Regions from separate parts of the Mus musculus genome. Here region 2 is linked to region 1. The links are chromatin contacts, called in public HiChIP or PLAC-seq maps. All regions are on one chromosome and are shown on one strand. The core of a region is the stretch at or near the end of the contact, and the rest is flanking DNA. Distances in the headings are between cores, read along the strand shown.

What was found. HiChIP or PLAC-seq counts read pairs in DNA pulled down with a chosen protein or histone mark.
Region 2: a contact with region 1 is called in an HNF4G HiChIP or PLAC-seq map of pancreatic cancer cells. The contact joins the promoter of Rpl14 here to the enhancer-like site in region 1. A contact is called at or near these places in 1 of 484 Hi-C or Micro-C datasets (embryonic stem cells), 4 of 115 datasets of contacts at active chromatin or transcription factors (embryonic stem cells, memory CD8 T cells and pancreatic cancer cells) and 1 of 9 other capture datasets (adipose tissue).

What each region holds. Positions count from the first base shown.
Region 1 is chr9:120,690,351-120,693,437 of GRCm38.p6, forward strand. No RefSeq gene overlaps it. Among named protein-coding and RNA genes, the nearest start is that of Gm39458, 16 kb to the left of the region's middle. Within about 2 kb of position 1,506, at least 179 of the 459 cell types and tissues checked have an H3K27ac peak or open chromatin away from gene starts, as enhancers often do. A contact at or near this core is called in adipose tissue, embryonic stem cells, memory CD8 T cells and 1 more, where this site is marked.
Region 2 is chr9:120,569,881-120,572,967 of GRCm38.p6, forward strand. Rpl14 (ribosomal protein L14) reads left to right here and starts at 1,637. Exons shown (of 6, transcript NM_025974.2): 1 at 1,637-1,661; 2 at 2,216-2,317; 3 at 2,888-2,982. The coding sequence starts at 1,659.

The DNA.
Region 1 (3,087 bases), core at 256-2,755:
GAAACAAGGGGTTTCCTTGCTGTTCCTGGTAGGCTGTGGTCACTGAAATCCCAAACTGTAAACATTCCTGACCACACAGGCAGCTTTGAGAACCACAAACTGTGTCTGAAGAAGCGAGCCACAGGTAGAAGGCCTCCAAGGACAAGCAGGTAGCAAGAAGCCACGGTCAGTGAGCCATGATGGCCCCACACCTTGGCTGCCCAGAGGCAGCTCCTCTCTCTCGTCTGCAGAGGAAGCTCCAGTTTCACAGAAACACCCGATGCTTACACCTGATCTCACACTGGGAATTTACAGTAGTGAATAGGGGAATGAGTAGGGGAGAGTTTGCATTTGAATCTGTTAGGGCTAGGTTGGGGTGAGATTTACAGCTAGGTCTCTTAAGAGAGGGCTTGGTTACATCTGCATCTCAAACAACAGCGTGGGAATTAGGTCCAGGTCTCTTAACACTTGGTGGTGGGGTGTGGGGGGAGGTGGTGGTGTTACATCTGGGTCTTGAACACTGAGGGTTGACGTCCAGATCTCAAACTCTGGGGACTCACTTCTGAGGCTCCTCTCCATCCAAATCAGCATCCAGTGTGGTACCTAGCTGCTCTAGCCACCAGGAACATCCTCCACCCAGGCTTCCTCCATCCTCCTGGCTCCCTCTCCGGTTCCTCCCTGTGGCTTCAGAGGAAGCAGAGCAGCTGAACACACACACACACAGCTCAGCACCATCTGGGACGGGGAACCCCTGCGATACAGGGGTGGTGTGGGGACAACTGCGTGGTGGGGGAAGTGCCTGGTCCGCTTAGAGGCCCACTCTCCCTTTAAAGGATACACAAAGCCCCCGCCGCCCCCTCACGCCAGGGTCTGGGTTGAGTTTTTCCTTGACAGAGCCCATCCCTTTGAGGCTGGCTGGCTGAGCAGTGTTGACACAGCCGTCTCTGGATGCGTTCCGGGAAAGCAGGCCTGAGCATGTGAGACGAATTTTCTCTGCACTGTGCGGTTTCCAATGTGTCAGAAAAACAAACTAGGAGAAGTCTACTTGGATCGTGTGAGTGTGTGGACCCCTCCTCCCCGCTTCATTCCTCCCATAGTGGAAAAAAAAAAAAAAAACTAAAAGGCTGCCTTCCAGCGTCTGGTTCCTGACTCTGGAGGGATGGTGTACAAGCGGAGGACTTCCAAGCCACACAATGCGGGTCCATGTGACGCTTCTGTGTTCGTGTGGAGGGTGGAGGCTACCTCTACATCAGGGCATGGAGGCCGGATCAGCCTCATGCCCTTTTGCTTCCAGGCCCTTGACTGCCCCTCCTCCACCCAAACCTCCAGTCCTCGTTCCCAAAATAATTGGCCACAGGAAACTGCACTGAGGAGGAGCCTCTGCAGTGAATTACTTCCCGGCACCCTGCCGGGATGCAGAAGGCTGGCTGTCCCGGCTGCAAGTCACTAGCTGGGGCCATGCAGGGGGCGGGGCCTGGGACGGGGGCGGCATCTACACACACTGCTCTTCACTTCCCTCCAGCGGTTCCTGTAGAAGCAGGCAGTAGTAGAGGCTTGGCCCTTCTGTGCCTTCTCCATGCTCGGGAGAGATGCTCACTGGGGACCCAGCCTTGAAGTTTGCAGCCAGTGGGGATTCCTGGTTCCTCGCGCGCGCACACACACCACACACACACACACACACACACACACACACACACACACACACACACACGCTTGCGTGCACGTCTGTGCTCAGCGCTTTCATCTTTGTACTCAGTCAGGGATCCCAGTACCACCCACGTTTAGGCTGGGTAGTACCACCTCAAGTAAATAATCTAGAAACTTCTTCACAGAAGTTCAGAGGGGTTTGTCTGAAGGTGGTTCTTGACGCCATCAGGCTGGCAGGCTGTGTGAGCCACAGCACACCCTCAGGTTGCTTCCTGCCACAGTAGCGAGAAGAGTAACAAAACAGCCTACTTTCTCAGAAGCGAGAGAGCCATCTGCCCACAGAGCAATAGATTCACTCCCCTCCTGGGTAGAGGGATGCTTTACTGATGCAAAGAGGAAAAGTGGGGACGGTCACCACAGGCGCAGGCCAGCTGGTGCCTCTCACATCCTTAGCTCTGTGGCAGAGGCCACAGGCGGAACACAGAGGTTGATTTTGAAGGCGAGAGCCGAGACATAGCTCCAGATTCTCCCTCAAATCTGTGTCTGAGACATTCTTGTTCCTCGGAGTTCCTAGGCCCCTTCGCTTGGGGGCTATCCCAGACATGCTTTACATGTCACCCTTCTGAAGGGCCGTGGGCATTTATGTTTGTTTTCATTGAGTGTGTACTTTGTCCAGGTATGGGGTCAGACACTTGCAGTCTTGTTGGCTTCAACTCTACAACAATCAGCTAACTTTTTTTTTATTCCTTTCTATCTAATGCAGATCTCCACGGATTTGCATGTAAATAAGCAATTATGTATGCGTGTGACTGTAGATAGATGAATATTCATAGATAGGAAAATACTCCATCTCTAGACTGTACCAACTCTGTATATGGTACCAGCAGAAACACGCACGCATTCTCCAGAATACAACCTTCCCTGCTTTCTCACGAGTAAGATGATATTGGAGACTTGTGGTCAGAACAGCACACACTCCATTTATAAACAGGTTAGCCCTAGGCAGCTAGAGCCGCAAGGACACTCTGGGAAACAGCATGCACGGCTATATCTGCACACGCAGGAGAGTTGCCTGGAAAGCTGTGGAGCCCTGTCTGCTGGGGCCCAGCTTCAGTTTCTGATTCAGTCAGTATGTAGTGGCGGACCTTGATAGCTTCCATTTCTGTGAGTTCCCAAGTGAGGCTGCTGCTGTCTTGGGAACAACTGTGAAGGGTCCCAACCAACCAACACAAGAAGTTGGACTTCCTCTACCAACTCCACCTCTCATCGGCCGAAAGCTGTTGGCTCCATTTCTTGTTCCTAGATGCCAGCCGTGTGAGGTTCTGCAGAGAGTAAGCTGGCATTCACACAATGGCAAGCCTGTGCTGTCAGGGCAGGTGGGAGCGAACTGTGGATACCCAAACCCCTGAAGAAATGTTGCATCCTTCATACCAACAAGAGAGAGAGACTTAAAACACAGCA
Region 2 (3,087 bases), core at 387-2,886, 120 kb before region 1:
GTTCCTGTCTCATCCCCCAAGCTCCCGGCAGTGAAGCTTTCCAGGACCGAGCTCTCCAGGACCCGCCGGCCGAGTGCATGAGTTGCAGGTGGCAAGGATTCTCCGTCCCTCTTGTCTGGAACATCTTTTCACTGAGCTCTCGGCATCTGTCCTGACTGAGAGCTTTTCCTTGGGATTCCTCACTCAGTACCGCTTCACTCTTCAGCAAAAGCAGACTCGTTAGGATGAGGAATTTATTGAGAGAGGCTGGCAGCTCATAATCTTCTGTTAACTCCTGTTCCAGAGGATGTGATGCCCTCTCCTGGCCTCTGCAGGTACTAAGTTTGTTTGCGCTTGGTGCTCACAAACACCCATACACATAAAATAAAATAAAATAAAATAAAATAAAATAAAATAAAATGTCTGAAATGGGGTTCGTTCAGAGCCACAGAGATGACTAGCAGTTGAATGCTTTCTTGAGTTCTGTTTCCAGCTCATTCATAGCTCTAGCTTTAATGGCCTCCAAGGGGACTATTCCTCCACACACATAAAAGAGTATGTAAAGTGCTTAATGTTGTAAAGGCCTGAATTTGGATCCCCATCACACACATGAAGAGTTAGGAAGAGTTAGGATCGATGGCCTGCAGTGGTCATCCTGGGGAGGTAGAGACAAGTGTGCCCCTGGGGCTCAGTGACCAGCATGCCTATCTGAACTGGCAAACTCTGGGTTCAGTGAGAGGCTGTCTCATAAAGACCGGAAGAAGAGTGACTGAGGAAGGCACCCAGTGTGCTCCTTTGCTCTTGTTTACTTGACACAGCTAGGGTCCTCTGGGAGGAGGGAGCCCCACTTGGAGGAATGCCTCCATAAGAGGCATATCTGTGAAATATATTCCCTTTCCCCCGCCCGCCTCCCCCCACCCCCCGGCCTATTTATTATATGTAAGTACACTGTAGCTGTCTTCAGACACCCCAGAAGAGGGCGTCAGATCTCACTACAGATGGTTGTGAGCCACCATATGATTGTTGGGATTTGAACTCAGGACCTCTGGAAGCGCAGTCAGTGCTCTTAACAGCTGAGTCATCTCTCCAGCCCTGTGTCTTTGGACTTTTAAGACAATGTCTCAGTATGTCTCCTTGGTAGGGGAAGCGGCCTTAAATCCAGATTTGCTTCCGCCTCTGCCTCCCGAGGGCTGGGATTAAGGGCGAGCGCCAGCACCCTCGGCTGTGTCTTAATTATATCCTGTGTATACAGAAGAAAAGGGAAGTGGGCTGGGGACAGACAGTTCATCCTATGAGTCCTTCCTATCCCTAAAGTTCTCAGGAGTGACCGCCCTGTCATGCCAACATTTGGGAGACTGAGGCAGGAGCATTGCTGCGAGCGAGCCTGCTTGGATTATACAGTGTGGAAGGCCTACACTAAAAGGCCTTGTCCCCAAAATCCCAAACCCAAACAAAATAGAAAGGAGAAATTACAACGCCAAGCTCACTGCACGTGTCTGAGGAGAAGCAGTCCATAGAGAGCCGGAACCGCCATGTCATAACCCAGTGAGCATGCGTAAAAGCACGCACGTTTCCCCGTCGACCAATCGGTGGGCACGCTGGACGTCGGGGGCGGGGCTTCTGCCGACACATGCGCACGGCAGGGCGGGCCCTCTCTCTTCTCGCTGAGCGCCGCCAACATGGTGAGTGTGTGTGCCGAGAGCTCCGAGTGCGGCCGTCGCGACGCCCGTCTTCTGCCCCGGGCGGGGGAGCCCCGGCGTGGAGTGGCTCTGCGCGACCCGGCCAGCGCGTGGGGAGGCAGCGGGGCGTGGAACCCAGCCCGCAGGGAGCGCGGCTCGCGTGGACCGCACTACCGGGGCCACGCGTGCGCAGTGGCGGGAGTGGCTGGGCCTGAGGTCCGGGGATGGCGGCGCTGCTGCGGCCTCGGACCTGCCCGGCGGCCTGGCTCCTCATGAGCTCCCTTCAGTTCTTTTTCTCCGGAAAAAGCGAACCGGGGAGTGGTTCAGTGGATTGAACGATGAATTAATTGTATGAGAACTAAAGGAGTATCAAACATGGGTAAGAGCGGATCCAGGGAGCTCGTGTGCTGGGAAAGTGGCCACGGGATACTTGAAGTTAAAAAATGCTGGCTACTAAGTTCAAACTCGTCTCCCAGGGCGGCCCCGAGCCCTGTGTTGCCGGTAAGCAGCGGACTTGGAATATTTAAAGCCAACCCTTGTTTCTTTTCCTGTTTTAGGTGTTCAGGCGTTACGTGGAGGTTGGCCGGGTGGCCTACATTTCCTTCGGGCCCCATGCTGGAAAGCTGGTCGCAATTGTAGATGTCATTGATCAGAACAGGGTACGTGTGGGACGGAGTATTTTACAATCTTTATTTAACGTGGCCGTAAGATCGACAGCACCGTAGATGTTACTCAGGGTAGCTAGAGTGGTCCTTGGGTGGAGTTCTTTAGATTACAGGTTTACCATTGAGGAAACACTGGCCACGGAGTTTGAAGCACTGGGTAGAGTTAGCTCATCTTACAGCACTAATTCACCGGGTAAACGAGGCAGGCAAATGCAGGTGAGTTTAAATGAGGTAACTGAGAAGACTTCAGTGAGCTGGAGGTGCGGCTCTGTTGGTAGAGTGCTTGCTAGAGTCCCTGGATTCTAAAGATAGATGTGGCTCCTGCTACCTCAGGCTCTGGGAGGATAAGGTAGGAGAAGCAGGAGTTTGCCACTAGCCTGGGCTGCTTGACCTTGTCTGAAAATACCACAGTGGAGGCTTTTAGGATACTGGGTTCACAAACGTGCATTTTCTTCATTTGAATGGTAATGTACATTTCGTCCAGAAAGGGCTAGAAATTACGTAGAGGTTACAGCCATCTTGAACTTTAGATGCCTGTCTGAGGTCCTTGATTTTGTATCCTAGGCTTTAGTGGATGGACCCTGTACTCGGGTGAGGAGGCAGGCCATGCCCTTCAAATGCATGCAGCTCACTGACTTCATCCTCAAGTTCCCACACAGGTAACACCTTGTTCTAAGTTGCTTTTCAGTTTGGTGCCACAGTCTATATATACACGGATAATACAGATGGTTTGGAGCCAACCAAGGAAAGGGGCCTATATCTAA